Regions from separate parts of the Mus musculus genome. Here region 1 is linked to region 2. The links are chromatin contacts, called in public HiChIP or PLAC-seq maps. All regions are on one chromosome and are shown on one strand. The core of a region is the stretch at or near the end of the contact, and the rest is flanking DNA. Distances in the headings are between cores, read along the strand shown. Region 1 has its middle 7.1 kb from the start of Gm39842. Region 2 overlaps Tlk1 (tousled-like kinase 1).

The links. HiChIP or PLAC-seq counts read pairs in DNA pulled down with a chosen protein or histone mark.
Region 1: a BATF HiChIP or PLAC-seq map of CD8 T cells shows a contact between it and region 2, with 10 read pairs. The contact joins two enhancer-like sites. A contact is called at or near these places in 1 of 15 datasets of contacts at CTCF or cohesin (CD8 T cells), 3 of 484 Hi-C or Micro-C datasets (embryonic stem cells and nephron progenitors) and 4 of 115 datasets of contacts at active chromatin or transcription factors (CD8 T cells, embryonic stem cells and memory CD8 T cells).

Annotation. Positions count from the first base shown.
Region 1 is chr2:70,843,459-70,848,502 of GRCm38.p6, forward strand. No RefSeq gene overlaps it. Among named protein-coding and RNA genes, the nearest start is that of Gm39842, 7.1 kb to the left of the region's middle. Within about 2 kb of position 1,778, at least 22 of the 459 cell types and tissues checked have an H3K27ac peak or open chromatin away from gene starts, as enhancers often do. A contact at or near this core is called in CD8 T cells, where this site is marked.
Region 2 is chr2:70,778,508-70,783,383 of GRCm38.p6, forward strand. All of the region lies in intron 2 of Tlk1 (tousled-like kinase 1), which reads right to left. Among named protein-coding and RNA genes, the nearest start is that of Tlk1, 45 kb to the right of the region's middle. Within about 2 kb of position 1,319, at least 48 of the 459 cell types and tissues checked have an H3K27ac peak or open chromatin away from gene starts, as enhancers often do. A contact at or near this core is called in CD8 T cells, where this site is marked.

The DNA.
Region 1 (5,044 bases), core at 528-3,027, 65 kb after region 2:
AGGGTGTTTTGCTGAAGCAGACACATGAGAGGGCGTGTGATGTTTGGGAGAGAGTATAAATGGAACCCCACAGACAGTGAGAGGTTATTCTTGCACTGTGACGCCATGTGACGCTTTGCTGATCTTCACTGGTCTTTACTTCGTAGATAGAAACTCACCGAAGAACTTACTATGTATTATGGCTGGTTCTTGGGGTTTCCGTTGACTTGTACTGAATTAGTGGAGCCTTGCAGTTTCTGCTGGCTTGAGCTGCTACTGATTCATGTTTGGTGTTTGCTATTGTAGTGAAGTGCTGGTCTCCTGACAATGAAGAATGGGAGTCACACACACACACACACACACACACACACCCAAACACACACACACACACACACACACACACACACACACAGGCGCGCGCGCGCCACCAAAAACAAAACAAAAAAACTACTTCTAAACAAGTCCACAAACTCACCTTTTTCTATAAACCTTTTCCTCTACCTCTGATTGGTGGGCTAAAAGGGAGGTTGAAGCATTCAAGAACCCTAAATATAGTAGGTTTAGAGAAAAATCTAATCCTACACTGTGTTGTGGCTCCTTTAGGGTTACATATCAGCTCTTTACATTACATCTCATTATAGTAGCAAAACTACAGTTACAAAGTAGCAACAAAATCATTTTATGATTGGGGTTCTCCACAGCATGAGGAAATGTGTTAAAGGGTTGCAGCATTAGGAAGGTTGAGAACCAAGCATATAACATTTTTATTTGATTTGATAAAGAAAGGAGGGAGAGAAAGAGAATTAGACAAACAAGCTGACACAAATTTCTCTATAAGCTAATTTCATTATCCACAGGCAATGAATACTTAGAGGAGCTACTACCCAGGAAGAGAACATGTCTGCCTTCTGGATGGCAGTGTCAGAGGTAGCTCTTGCCATAGAAACTCAGATGCTGAGATGATGGGACCCTTCCCAGTGTTGTTTGGTCCATGCAATACTTCTCCTTGGATATGAGGCCTCATGTGAAAAATCATGTGATGAATTTTAACCCAGGGAGGGCTGACAGGTAGATCCTGAGGTGTGGGCACTGTCTGTGACTAGCAAGCCTTGCTGGGAGAGCTTGGCCAGTGAAATACCTTGTCTCAGAAACAAAACCAACCAACCAAACAAAACACTAGGTGATTCCTGAGGAATGACACCTGAGGTTGTCCTCTGTCTTCTACATAGCTGTGCACACATGTACACACACACACACACACACAGAGGAACCTACAGACACAGACATAGAAAAAGAAAGAAAGAAAAAAAAAAAGAACAGACCACTATTTGGACAAAGATTTGAAAGTAAATTTTTAGTAATGTAAATTCTACAAATGAGTCACTTGTCATGTTAGAGGGGGTGTGTGGGTGTGGAAACATGGGTAGGAGGAAGCAATTTTGTCTTTAACATGAAGTTCAAAGCTAGAGAAGACAAATTCACGAGATACAACCCTGGAAGCCTAATGAAAATGTCTGCAAGTTCAGAGCTCAGGCCTTGCAAACATGACTAGCTCTGATCATGAAGAGCGAGGACTTGAAGGGAGGGTGAATTCAGTGTGTGCAAAACCATAGGCATAAGGACCTCTCTGTGTGGACTAGAACTGAAACAAGAAAGGCTTGCTGCTGGTTCTGTTGTTTTCGCAGAAACTGGGAGGATTAATGTCTGCAGTAAAATTTGCTGCTGCTTTCATGATCTTGAAACAAGACTTCAAAGTCTGTGATGTAAAAACCTAGCCACTGAGATCCCGAAATGATCAGAATCGAAAGGGCAGGTAGCGCTGATCTGTGTGTGGTGACTTTGATTGGTGTGAATCCCCCTCGAGCACGGAATTAAGCGATGTGGTGAAAATGTTAAGTCCCTGTGCATTTGGTGGCATCTGTGAAACTAAAATGAAGAAAACTGAACCAGGCCTTGAACCCTATCCTAGTGAGATGATGTCCCTGATCCTGGAGTATGGTGGGATCATCCTGATCTGGGATCTCTAGTTCCTGCATGCCCATCAGCTGGCTTTCCTCCTTATACATATTGATTCACAATCCCTCCCTCCCCCTCTTGTCAAACCAGTTCATCTCCTTACAGCTTTGAAAGCTCACTCTCTGGCCAATGAGACTAGCTCCTGGCTCCTCACAGAAGCTGAGTGCCTAGAGAAAACTCCCTTTAGTCTTAACAAACTCAAAGCTAGTACTTGAAAGTAAAGGGGGCTAGAAAAATATAACACCGTAGGTACAACACATGAACCAACAATAGATCCTCCCCAAAATAATATTATTAAATTATTAAATCTCTAAACCAAAGGTATATGGGATTTCTTCTTATCCTTCTGCGATTTTTCTGTTTGCTTAAATTACTTCTATTGAGTACTTTCAAAATAAGTTTAACAACCTGCTTTCCTATTCAGAAACATCAAACTGAAAATACACAAAGAAAAACAAATGAAACATTCATATTGTCTTAGTTCCTTTTCCTGTGACTGTGATAAAATCCACTGACTAAAGCAAGTTAAGGGAGAAAGCAACAGTTCAATATAGGAGGTCAAGATGGTAGCAAGTTCTAATAGGCTCAGTGTCTATCAGATCTTGGTGGAGAAGGCATAGGGGCGGGGCCTTCTAGCACAGAGAACAATGAGTTCATTCAGGCTTGCTAAAGATGACTTTACTTTTTCCCTTGCTATACGGTCCAGGATCCCCTGCCCACAGAATTGTGTTGCCCACAGTGGACTTCCCATCACAATTAATACAGGATAAGCCATCACACACAAATATGCCTACAGTCCAACCTGACCTAGACATCTCTCCCTGAGACCTTCTTTCCAGGTGATTGTAGAGTATATCAAGTTGACAAAGTAACCACATCATATGTGTACTGGCTAGTTTTGTGTCAACTTGACACAGCTGGAGTTATCACAGAAAAAGGAGCTTCATTTGAGGAAATGCCTCCATGAGATCCAACTGTAAGGCATTTTCTCAATTAGTGATCAAGGGGGAAAGGCCCCTTGTGGGTAGGACTATCTCTGGGCTGGTAACCTTGGTTCTATAAGAGAGCAGGCTGAGCAAGCCAGTAAAGAACATCCATCCATGGCCTCTGCATCAGCTCCTGCTTTCTGACCTGCTTGAGTTCCAGTCCTGACTTCCTTGGTGATGAACAGCAGTGTGGAAGTGTAAGCCGAATAAACCCTTTCCTCCCAAACTTGCTTCTTGGTCATGATGTTTGTGCAGGAATAGAAACCCTGACTAAGACAATATGTTAATGCCATTTAAGATTAAATTGGCATCTCCAAGTTTACCACTCCACAAGAAACAAAGATATCTATCAATAATATTAACGTTTTCAATTAAAGTTTCTCTCTACCTCATCTCTAAGGAAACTATTATCCTGGGTATATTTCATGAGCTTCTTGTTTTTATTTAAAGATCTACTGTATCTGTATGAATTCTTAATTTTACTCCATGGTAGCTGAAATTTAATTTCCCCCTCTGTTTATTGGTTACCTTTATTTCTTCTCTAAATCATCTGTTTTATCTTTTGCCCATTTTTCTAACTAGGTTTTTATTTTGTCTTATTGATTTATAGATGCTTTTTATATCTAAGGATATTTGGGTATTATCACTGCCTGTTATAGAAAACATTTTTCAGTATTTTTTTTCTTACCCTGGTAGTTTTGATAGTGTCTATGTAAAGAAACTTCATTCATTATCAATTTATTCATTATAATGTGAGAAAGGACTCTAAGCGGATTTGTTTGTTTGTTTGCTTGCTTTAATCTATTTGTGGGCAAATTAACAGTTCTACTAAGATAGCAATGCCTCCAACCCCAGACGGATGGATTTGTACCTTACTTGACATACGGGATTTTCCAGATGAGGTTAAAATTACAGAATTTGGGACGAGGGGATTGTTCAGAATCACCTGGGGAGGGGCAATCTAACTACAACTCCAAAGAAGCAGAGCTCCTTTACTGGGTCTGGTCACAGAAATGTGGCAACAGAAGAATGGTGGGCACAATGCTGTCAGCACTGGGATTGGAAGAAGAGCCAAGACCCAAGGGATGACGGAAGCTTTCAGAAACTAGAGAAGGAAATGGATGCTCACCTGGAGGATCCAATAAGGAATGAGCTGCTAACTACTTGAATAGATTCTCAGGTCATTTTCTGACCTATAGAACTATAACTACACTTAAATAGCTCAAAGTACAAGGTTGTTAGCATTGTTAGTTAGAAAACAAACATACACTTCCAAATGGCGCCTCTTGTCGACCATTCCACACATTGTCTACTAGATTACAATCTGACCTTACAACATGTAAAAATTGTGAGCTCGTGCTGGGTTTTCAAGTGCTCTGTGCTGATCCTGGGGAGAATGGATTGGTTCTCCTGATTCATAACTGTGCTTTAATTGTTACGATGTGTTAAAACCTTCAGTGCTCCATGTAATCTCCACTCCTGCCTCTCAGAACCTCACCATTTTCTTCATCTCTCCTGGCTTCTTAACTGCAGGTCACTTTGCAGTCTGTTTCCAGAATTATTTCAAATGCAGGTATCATTTCTACTCTTTAAATTCATCGTAGCCGCCCTCATCCTTCATCTCCAAATTCCTTGATAAGCCGTAAGAAAGTGCTGTGACAAATGACCTGTTTGCTTCCCCTAACAGATACTATATGTTCCAGACATCAAACAACCTAAAACTCATGACGTATATCATGCTTACAATCCTTTCAGTCTCTGGGTATGTCTCCGCTTCTGCCTAGACTATCATCCATTCCTTCCAAAGTCAATTAAAACTGTACATTCAAGGCTTAGACTAATATATCAAATTCCATCAGGGAGCTGCCTATCCACCCTGTTAGTCTGGGCTGGTGTCCTTCCTCATGTACCTACAACGGAACAGTATTATTCTTTTGCTTGTACTTAAATGTCTTTGTTACAATTTGTAACAATTTGTCTCCTTGTCTGGCTCCCTCACCAGATAATAGACTCGTTAAAGCTAGGAACTGTAATTTATTTCTGTATCCACAGTGCCTCACAAA
Region 2 (4,876 bases), core at 69-2,568:
CATTTTAAGTGGATGAGTGGTGAGTGCATATCTTTGTTTTGTACCAAGTGTGCAGTCCTCAAGGGAACCAGAAGATGGTGTCAGATCTTCTTGAACTAGAGTTATACAAGATTGTGAACTGCCATGCCCAAGTGCTAGGAACTGAACCTGGGTCCTCTGGTGGAGTAGCTAGGGTTCTTAACCACTGAGCAATCTCTCCAGCCCTGAGATTTCACATTTATCATTGAAAAGTACTTCTTTGTATTTTTTTTTATCTCTGATATACTGACTTCATTTCCCTTGGGTATATTCTAGAAGCAAGACAGCTATTTCATCCTATAGACTTAGTTTTTCTGAAGAATCTCCTCTGATTTACATAATGGCCACCCTAATTTGCATTCCCACAGGCAGTGACTAAGACTTTCTTTTTGTTCCCATCATGGCCTGCATGTTATTTCTGCTATTTTGGAATAGCCATTCTGATGAGGGTAAGATAATATCCCATCACAGTTCTGATTTGCATTTCCATGACAGCTACTGATGTGTAATTCTGTAAAGCTTTCACTGATAATCTCTGAGGAATCATAACTAGCAGGTACAATTTTTTAAGCCGAAACTACTAAAACTAAATTTTAAGAATTTGCTTCTTCATTTAAATGCCTCCACATTTTATGTCTTCTTGGATAGAAAGAGAGATCAAGGGGCTGGAGAGATGGCTCAGCGGTTAAGAGCACTGACTGCTCTTCTGAAGGTCCTGAGTTCAATTCCCAGCAACCACATGGTGGCTCACAACCATCCGTAGCAAGATCTGGCACCCTCTTCTGGAGTGTCTGAAGGCAGCTACAGTGTACTTACATATAATAAATAAATAAATAAATAAATGAATAAATAAATAAGAAAGAGAGATCAACTCCCAAAGTTATCCTCTGGCTTTCCCACAGGCATGCCACATAGCACAAGTATGCACACACTCACACTTAAGATTAAACAAATAGAAAATTACTTGTTAGGAGTCCTTATGTAGCTAATAAGCATAAATCAGACCATAAAATATTAAAGGCCATTCTATCCCATAAAATCCTATTGGGAATATCTGCAGGAGACAAGGGAACATCAAACTCTAACCCATCACCTATTTTAACAAAGTTTCGCTGGAATGTAACCAACTACACACTGAATGACAGTTGGTCTATGGCTATTTGAGTGCCATGTCAGAATGAAGTAAAGCACTGTGGCAGAATTCATATGACATTAACTACTTGGCCCTGTAAGAAGTTCTCCAAATGCAGCTACACAGACCCTATGAAAACTCAGGGGCAGAGGTGAAGAACTGAATGCAGTACTGTACTTCACCAATAGATGCCCCCATCTAACCATGCTAATCTAATATAAATTGACTCCCTAAAAAGCACTGTCTCAAATTTTTAATTCAAAACTTAAGTCTTATGATATCAAACACAATTAACCCTTCCTATCTTAGGTACTCAACCTCCACTGGGACTTTGAGTAGGCAAGCATCAGGTTATTTGTTTTGTGCTGCCTTACATTTTTGGTGTACTACAGACACTGTAAAGAGCCTTCTCATACACACTCCTGACCCATGCCTATAGCTAAAAACACAAGAGAAAACACAACCAAAAGCAATCAGCAACGAAGCCAATCAGCTCTTTCCCTAGAAACAGTCAGCCTCAACCTTTCCTAATGCTCAGACCCTTTACCACTGCTCCTCATGCTGTGGTCACCCCCAATCATAACATTATTTTCATGATTCCATAACTGTAATCTTGCTACTGTTATGGATCATAATGTGTGTGGGGTGGTGGGCTGTGCACAGACAACCTGGTCCCCAGTCTAGCAAAAGTCTGGAACCCCAGTGACCCAGTGGGGGGTGATTTCCACCTGCATGGGACAGCAGGTGTTCTGCCATGCCTCCTGGGTCCCTGGCTCCTATCAGTAGGTAGCTACAGCCTCCCCAGCCCCCCACAGAGAGGTATGTGGCCATCAGTCATGTAGGAGCCGCACCGAGCCCTCCCACATGCAAATAAGGTTTCCCCAAAGCTCTCAGACAAAACCAATGAGAAGTACCTGCTGCCAGACAGACCCTTACCCACCCCAAAACTGTATATAAGAATCCTATCCGGAAGGATTAAAGGCATGAGAGAACTACTTGGTCATCCAAGCCTTCTGTCCTAAGAGCTGTAACACTTAGGAAGAGGTCTGCTCTCCCGAAGCTCTGCCTGAAGCTCCGCCACACTCCTCACTGGCTAGTCAGCCTCTTGTCAGCCCAACCCAAACCGACTCAGTGCAGGGCTGCTCTGGCCGGGCCAGAGATCTCCTTGGAAAGCCTTTGGTACACAGGCCCACAAATGTGAATATTTTTGGAGACAGAGGTTTACCATGGGGTGATCCACAGATGGAGAGCTTAGGCTCTCAGAGAGACATAAGCATGGGGTGGAGGAGAAAGGTGTTGCTTCATGGGCTGGCTTCCCTTAAGACCACCACAATCAGAAGGGAAACAGTTCTGTTGGCCAAAGTTGCCCTGCCTTGTCCAAGTCTCATTTTCTCAGCCTCAGAACCATTCAGTGAATTGTCCCACGAGCTACAAAATCTTTTCCCTTCCATAAACAGCAAACTCGCCTCTTTTTTTTTCAAATAAAGTCCAGTAACTAGTATAAAATGTAAATCACTTCAAAATGGTTTGGCAAAAAATCTGGAGTGGACAAAAGATAACGAAATCATGAATTTAGACAAGTTGACTTGTTCATCTTAGCATCTAACAGGTAGTTCGACTAATACTAGTTCTAGACAAAATTGTAAAATGGACTGGGCTTTGGTTCCCATCCTCAATTTCAATAGGCATTGATATTCTGTTCTTAGCTCTGCTAGCTGCAAATTACTCATCTATTATTGTATTCTTAGTTTTCAATTAATTCCAAACAGTAAATTCAGCAGCTTAGGTTTCAGTCAGCACCTATAAAAACAAGAGCCCGCTGCCATATGCTCCCATTCCCTTAGACGTCTTTAGTTCACTGCTGGCCATAGAGGTGCAGCCCTTTAATCCCAGCACTCAGGAGGCAGAGGCAGGTGCTGGGTTCAAGGTCAGCCTGATCTATAGAGCTAGTTCCAGGAAAACCAAGGCTACACAGAGAAATCCTATCTCAGAAAAACAACAAAAGGAAAGGAAAGGAAAGGAAAGGAAAGGAAAGGAAAGGAAAGGAAAGGAAAGGAATCCATCACGTTTATATTTTAACAGAATTTTTTGAAATGAAGGTTTAATTTACAAAATATTCTGGGGGCTGGTGAGATGGCTCAGTGGGTAAGAGCACCCGACTGCTCTTCCGAAGGTCCAAAGTTCAAATCCCAGCAACCACATGGTGGCTCACAACCACCCGTAATGAGATCTGATGCCCTCTTCTGGAGTGTCTGAAGACAGCTACAGTGTACTTACATATAATAAATAAATAAATCTTTAAAAAAAAAAAAAAAAAAAAAAAAAAAAAAAAAAAAAAAAAAAAAAAAAAAAAAAAAAAAAAAAAAACAAAATATTCTAACAACCCTATTAACTCCCATGAACTAGATGATAAATGGGCAAAACCAAGTATATATACATACAAGTTCGCAGCTGTGCCTATTCTACTCTGGCTATTATTAGAAAAATTATAAGATATCTAAAGCAGGTATAGAATTCTGTCTGCAAACCAGGAATATTAAATGAAAGCTTACACACGAAGTCCTTTAATATGTATGCTGAGGATGCTGGGCAGATATCTTGAATGTAGATAGCTCGACTACCATGTGAAAGACCCTGGATTCCCTAGACTACCATGTGAAAGACCCTGGATTCCCTATGCACATACACATATGAAATATACAACTGTGATTTTTATTCTCATCTGATATCATCAGCTTGGAGGTGAAGGTTATTATTAGTTAATCAAACCCTGGCACTATTTTCGTTTCCAGACACCTTGCTGGCTCTGGACACCAGGAACAGAATGAGCAGGGTTAGAAGACTATAATTCTGTACTAACTCCAGGTGCAATTCAAGTATTTTTCCTAATCCTTTCTAGGATAAATTCAAGTCTCAAAACAAATTTTTTGGGCTGGGCATACATTACTCTGGGCAGAGTCCTTGTCTAGCATGTACAAGGCCCTAGCTTTAACATCCAGTACAAGGGAAGGAAAAGAAAACCACAAAATAAAACTACCCTAAATAAACTTCATTTCCACTTTTCCCCAAACCAAATCAGAGTCAGGCACACTACTCTGATTTCTATTTTTTTAAGTTTGAAAAATTACTTTTATTTAACATATAGGTGTGTTCTGCCTGCACATGTCTGTGCATCACTTGCATGCCTGCCCACAGAGGACAGAAAAGGGCATCCGAGCTCCTAATACTGGAACCACAGACTGTTATGAGCTTCCATGTGTATGCTAGGAATCAAACACAGGCCCTTTGAAGATCGGTCAGTGCTTTTAACCACTGAGCCATCTCCAGCCCTGTTCTGAACTCTTAAGTTATTTCATCACTCAAATTAAAATACGCAAGTCTTTTGGTTCCCAACATTCTAGTAGTCTAGTAGAAAATAAATAATTAACATGTGATGTAAGTATGCTCGGGTACCCCAAATTTGTATTTGGGCAATCACGTAGTCAGAGAAACACTCTCAAGATGCTGCCTCAGTCTGATGACAGAAGGGTTCCGGGATGAAACAAGGCCAACTGCACGCTTAAAAGAAAAGACAGGAAACCCGCCTGTTTAAGAAACCAGCTTGTTTGACTAAAGAAAAGTGTAAATGTGATGAAAAATGGAGGGAGAAGCATAAAAGTGGGCTACAAGAAAAGGCAGCAATCAAAGGTTGGGACCTATGTGAGACCATTGAAGAGTTTCTAAGAA